Regions from separate parts of the Hordeum vulgare genome. Here region 1 is linked to region 2. Evidence: chromatin contacts called from public Hi-C data. All regions are on one chromosome and are shown on one strand. Each heading gives the region's core, a stretch centred on a gene start, on an enhancer-like site or on the middle of the called end of the contact. The rest is flanking DNA. Distances are from core to core; before and after follow the strand shown.

What was found. Hi-C and Micro-C count contacts between places; a contact is called where the count stands out from the background.
Region 1: a Hi-C map of seedling shows a contact between it and region 2, with 2.4 times the contacts expected there. The contact joins the promoter of LOC123404304 here to the enhancer-like site in region 2. A contact is called at or near these places in 2 of 6 Hi-C or Micro-C datasets (leaf and seedling) and 1 of 1 datasets of contacts at active chromatin or transcription factors (embryo).

Annotation. Positions count from the first base shown.
Region 1 is chr6H:462,477,961-462,480,660 of MorexV3_pseudomolecules_assembly, forward strand. It overlaps LOC123404304 (abscisic acid 8'-hydroxylase 1), which reads right to left and starts at 1,287. Exons shown (of 5, transcript XM_045098229.1): 1 at 632-1,287; 2 at 133-516; 3 at 1-34. The coding sequence starts at 1,165.
Region 2 is chr6H:462,420,696-462,423,492 of MorexV3_pseudomolecules_assembly, forward strand. No RefSeq gene overlaps it. Among protein-coding and RNA genes, the nearest start is that of LOC123404304, 57 kb to the right of the region's middle. Within about 2 kb of position 1,461, at least 3 of the 3 cell types and tissues checked have open chromatin away from gene starts, as enhancers often do. A contact at or near this core is called in leaf and seedling, where this site is marked.

The DNA.
Region 1 (2,700 bases), core at 37-2,536, 57 kb after region 2:
ACGCCTTCTCCCTCGCGATCTCGGCGTGCTCTTCCTGTTGTCAATCGTTTCACGCGCGCGGGTCAGAGACACTGCCTTTCGACATGCCGGGGTGCCAAAGCGGGTCAGCTGGTCGGTTTGATGGCGACTTACGGTGACGGCTTTGAGGACGGCGGGGTTGTCGCCGAGGAACTTGACCATCCACGTGAGCACGCTGGCGGTGGTGTCCCGCGCGGCGAAGATGACGCCGATGGCGTTGTCGGCGATCTGGTCGTCGGTGAGCGCCTCGCGGCCGTCCATGAAGGAGCCCAGGAGGTCGCTCCCGCGCTCCCGCTCGCGCCGGGCTGAGATGATGTGGGCCACAATGGCGCCCAGCCGCTTCCGGGCCTTCATGGCCTTGTGGAACAGCGTGCCCGGCAGGTTCACCGGCATCGAGTTGTACCCCTTCTCCAGCGTCAGGTAGCACTGCTTCAGCTCCTCGATGTACTGCATCTCCTCCTCCCCGAAGATGGACAGCAATGCCACATTCAGAGCGTACTGCGCAATGACACCAACAAAACCATCAGTGACCATTTCTAAGCATTTAGCCGCAGAGCAGAGCAGAGCAGATGAAAACAGAGGAGGCAGGAATGGAAGAAGAAGAAGAACTTACAGTCTTCATTTCTTGGAAGGTGTTGACTTCATGGCCTTCCCATGAGCCGAGGGAGCGGAGGGCGATGGCCTCGATGGATGAGACGGAGCCGCGGATGGCCTCGGGGGAGAAGGCGCGGGAGACGAGACGGCGGAGGTGGGTGTGGTAGTCCCCCTGCTGGAAGAAGATGGCCTGGCGGCCCAGCATCCGCTCCTTGCTGGCCGGGAAGGTAGGCTTGAAGAGGTGCGCCTGCGTGACGAGCACGAACTTGGCGGCCTCCGGGCTGGACACCATGACGCAGGGGCACCCGAGGATGTGCGTCTTGAAGATGGGCCCGTACTTGTTACGCTTCCTGGCGAAGAAGACGTTGGGGTTCTTGGAGGAGTAGAGCTGCGTGGTCTCGCCCACGTACGGCCACCCCATGGACCCCGGCGGCAGCCTGCCCTTCTTGCCGCCGCCCGACGACGACCGCCCGCCGGCGCCCTTCCTGGCGCGGACGGCGCACACGAGCACCAACGGCACGAGCAAGCAGAGGAGGAGGATGAAGGCACCCATTCCAAAAGGATTTCTTCGGTTCTGTTACCTGCAACCTGCAACGGAGGCCCGAAGGAGGAAGACGAGGAGGAGAGGAGGGGAGATGGGTGGTGGTGGTGGTGCCTGGGTGTGGAGGGAAATGCGAGCGGCGTGGCAGGTATTTATAGATTGGCGGTGATGCGCCGCTCCCGCTCTCTCCTCGTTGCCGGTCTCCCGGCCCCTGCCTAAAGATCTAAACTAAACTAGGAGCTGTGAGGCTCAGCGAATTATTGCGCAGTTTAATCGGGCAAGAGCTGGACCGAGCCACTAATCAATTGCCCAATCCACGCAGTCCAGTCCAGTCCAGTCCAGCTTTCCAGCGCGGGAGGTCGCAACACCAACAGCTCACCCATCCATCTCTCTTTCGGCCCACGTCCCGTCTCCTCTCAGCGCTGCACACGCTCTCGTACGAGACGACTGATGCTTCCCTCTCCTGTAATTCTGCTGTAGCATTTGGCCGCATGCTCGATTGATTACTCAGATATATACTCTTCCCTCTCCTATAATATCCCAGCCCCGTCCTCCTGGCCTGGCCACGGCATCGTCACGTAGCACTAGCTCAGTTGGCCTCCAGATATTTTCATTGGCCCGCATGTCTACTGATTGGGCCGGTTATTTATGTCCTCTCATTCTTCGTTCCGTCTAAGACTAATGTGAGTCATTCTCTACGTGATTCTTGGGGGTGAAACACTGAACGGTTTAAAGCAGCCGTTCAGTAGGAATGCATGCGGAATGACAGGTGTTGAACTGACCTTTTGGTCCGTCGTCAAGGAAATTGTCGCGAGCATGCACCTCCGTGTCTTAAATTTTCGAAAAATATTAAAATCAACCGGCTAATTACAGCGCGGCTTAAGCCTTCTCAAGACATGGGCATGTGTCCCTCTCAGCCGCCCGCTTCCCTACCATCTTATGCTTTTCGATGCGTTCCCCTCCACTCACCAACTCCTCATCTTCTTCCTCCCATTTCTCATTCACGGGCTCTCTCCTTGTCTGTTGCAAGGAAGAGGCGACCCCGGCCCACCCCCGACATCGCGCCCAAGCTGCCTAGTAAAGCTCCGACTAGGGGCAAAAGTAGTGTCCGCCGTTGCTGCACACGATGAAGCACCTGCATCGTCGTCGTGTGCTGCATCGCAACATATGGGTACCCATTGTTGTTGCACACTCGCAATATATGAGTACCCATTCTCCGTTGTTGCACACTCGCCAACTCCTCATCTAGTGATGGCAATGGATACCCATTACCCACATACCCTGCGGATAAAACCCCTATTAGGGTAAGAGTATGGGACAAAAATTTACCGATGGGTATATAAATAGAAAATTCTCAAACCCATCGGATAGAGCGGGTATGGGTATGAGATCATATAACGCATACTCATATATCCGTGTACCCATATAAAATCTATGTAACTCAAAATTATCTCTACAATCTACACGATGTCAATAATTTATGAATTGAAAATCTTTGCAAATGTGTTGTTGTTTATGACTATATGATGTTGTTTTATAAGTATGTG
Region 2 (2,797 bases), core at 211-2,710:
TGACATATCGACACTGTGGAGTCTCGGCGGCAAGGCGCAGCAAAGTCTCGATGACGGATGCGTGATGATGAGCGCGCGTAGGGAGGAGGCGCTGTCTGGTGTCGTGGGGGCATCGACAGCAAGCCTTGCAAGGTCGATGCGTCAGTAACTGTTTTGAAGATGGATTGATGGAAGGGGCGGCGACGACCTGTGAGGGTGCGTCGGACCGGTTTGTGCCCCTGACCCGGTATGTAGCTCGGTCGGGGTCACCGGCTTTAGATGTTAGTCTAGGTGAGAGGTATGGGTATATGGCTCACACTTTCTGCACCCCTTTATTATTGCATAGGAGTAGCGACAAATGTTGCCAAGAGGGTGGCTTCAAACATATTGATGTATTGCTTTATAAAATCTTTGTGAATAATTAATAAAATGACTGCATGCATCTTTCGCGTGCAGAGGCCGGGGGTCATCCTTCTTTTAAAAAAAAACTATCACACAATCGGGTGAAACATCATCCAGCACAATAGTTTCTCATATTATGACTTGATCACAAAGAAAGGCGATGCCTGCAGTCCTTTTCGTCGTGTCGACATTTCTTTAGGTTTGTATATGCATCAAGCGTGGAACTTCAGCGGAGTGACATGGACAATAAAGATCTGCAATCCTCGGGCAAGAAATACTATACCTCTCAAGACAAAGATGCCTATATATGCTTGGTAGTTAGGGAAAAGAAAAAGAACAGGAACGGGTCACGGTAGTACCTGGTGGCTGCCGCTGTGCCTCCGCAGTCTGCACGAGCGGAACTTTTCGGTTCCTGGCCAAATTTTGGACATGTGTTCCTCGCATACTTAACGTGGCGCAGTTTGGTGAGCCATCATCCATTCCACTCATTCAAGAGGAAGTCGCAGTACAGCGCGACATGTCTGGGTCTGAACGGCACCTAGGGCATAGGCTACAAGTTTTTCTCCGTGTATCCTTGTCTAGGTGTGAGCACAGTTTTGTCCCGAAAACTATGTGTGAGTACATTAAACTGGGAGCTAAGCCTGGTTTTCTCGGGCGTGCGCAGCCGTGGGCGATACCTTGCAATGCGCATGCCCACGTTGACAAGCAGCTAGCACATGGCTGCGTTGACAAGCACGCACTTAGGCGTCCGTAGGAAGTTGCCAAGCAGTAGAGTGGATGGCAAGCAGTGCAGCCGTGCAGGGGTGTCGGGGGAGCCTGAGAGGTAGAGCAGCTGCATGATTAGTTGAGACGGACACTGAAAAATCCAAAACATACTGGTAGCAGCGGATCTCCAGATGGATCAGCGGTGGACGCGCGCACGCACCGCAGTGGATCGGAATAAACAAATTCGTGGCCTCCGTCGACCGCAGACGCAGGTGATGATGCATGTCGATCGGCCAGTATTGTGTTTGTGTGTGTGTGTCTGGCTGTCACCAATTGGCTCCGTTCAGGCGCCCATCCGTCCGCGGCCCCTGACCCGACTGAATAATGCCGGCTCGTGACTGCTGCCCGGCTGGCTGAATAATTGGCACAGAGGATAGGATTCCATCTGTCTCGCCATTAGAGGAGAGGTGACTTCCTGCCTGCGCTTCCAGGAAACTTCGCTTTCATTTCCTCTCTCTGCCTCTCCCTTTCTCGCGGCTACCCTTACGTACACGGGGAGGGAGCACCTGCAAGCGTCGGCCTCCTGCCTTTTATTTTTGTATATATTCATTCAGTTCGGTTTGCTCCTCCACCCTCAAAAGTCAACCGCTAACCTATATCGCCCCGTACGGACTGCGACACTTGCTCAGCTCACCCCGAGATAATTGTTTGCTTAGGGTAAGTGTGGTTTAGTCTTGTGAGGGATCCCTCCCAAGGAGATGGGGGGCAGGGATAATCCAAGTATCATACCCAACACAACTTGCAGTTTCTCATTCGCAACGAAAAGAAGCCTCGCGCGTTTTAGTGGCTCCAAGGAGAAGCTCACTTTTCCTATCCCACGAGCCACTCGAAAACATGACATGGGTTCGACCAGCCCACATCGTTGCAATGAGAAAACAAGATTTTTCCTTTTTAAAGATAAATATAGACATGGACGCTGACACATTCGCCTGCCACATGCACTTCTAGCCATGAAATGCATCATATCAGCACTCATGTCAAGTCTAAGACTTTTAAAAAAAAGAAAAAAGGCAAAGCTCTGACCTATGCATCGAAAGATGCATGCAGCCATATATTATAATAAAAACCAAGTCTCAACAAAGTACAATAAACATGTAGCAAAAAGTGAATAAAAAAAGATACAAGGCATCTCTCGCGCCCAAACCGAAGAAGACAATAGAGGTAGATGACTAAACACATATCTTATTAATATGACGCCATCCAAACCGGTTAAAGATACCCTGTGCTACCATCTCCCAACGGACACACCCAGTAACCATAGGCTCCCTCGCTTCCACATGAGTGAGTAATGACGAGGTGCGGATCAGTGCGGTAGCCCTGAAGATAACCTGCAAGAAGTGAATATCGCGTTTTCTGTTAAACACTAAGTCATTTCTGCAATTCCTTACAGCCCACAATAGTGCACATGATCCCACACGAATAAGTGAAGCAGTTTGAACATCAACCCCCTCTAACCACATCCCAAATAACGTGTTGATATTATTAGGAGGGCTGATGTTGAAAGCAATGTGCAGCGAGCGTCATAACAGTTTAGCCATAGGACAATCTAGAAAGAGGTGCTTAATATTTTCTTTATCCGAACAGAAGCTGCATCTAGGATTCCCATTCCAATTTCGCTTGGCTAGATTATCCTTCGTTAGGATAACCCTTT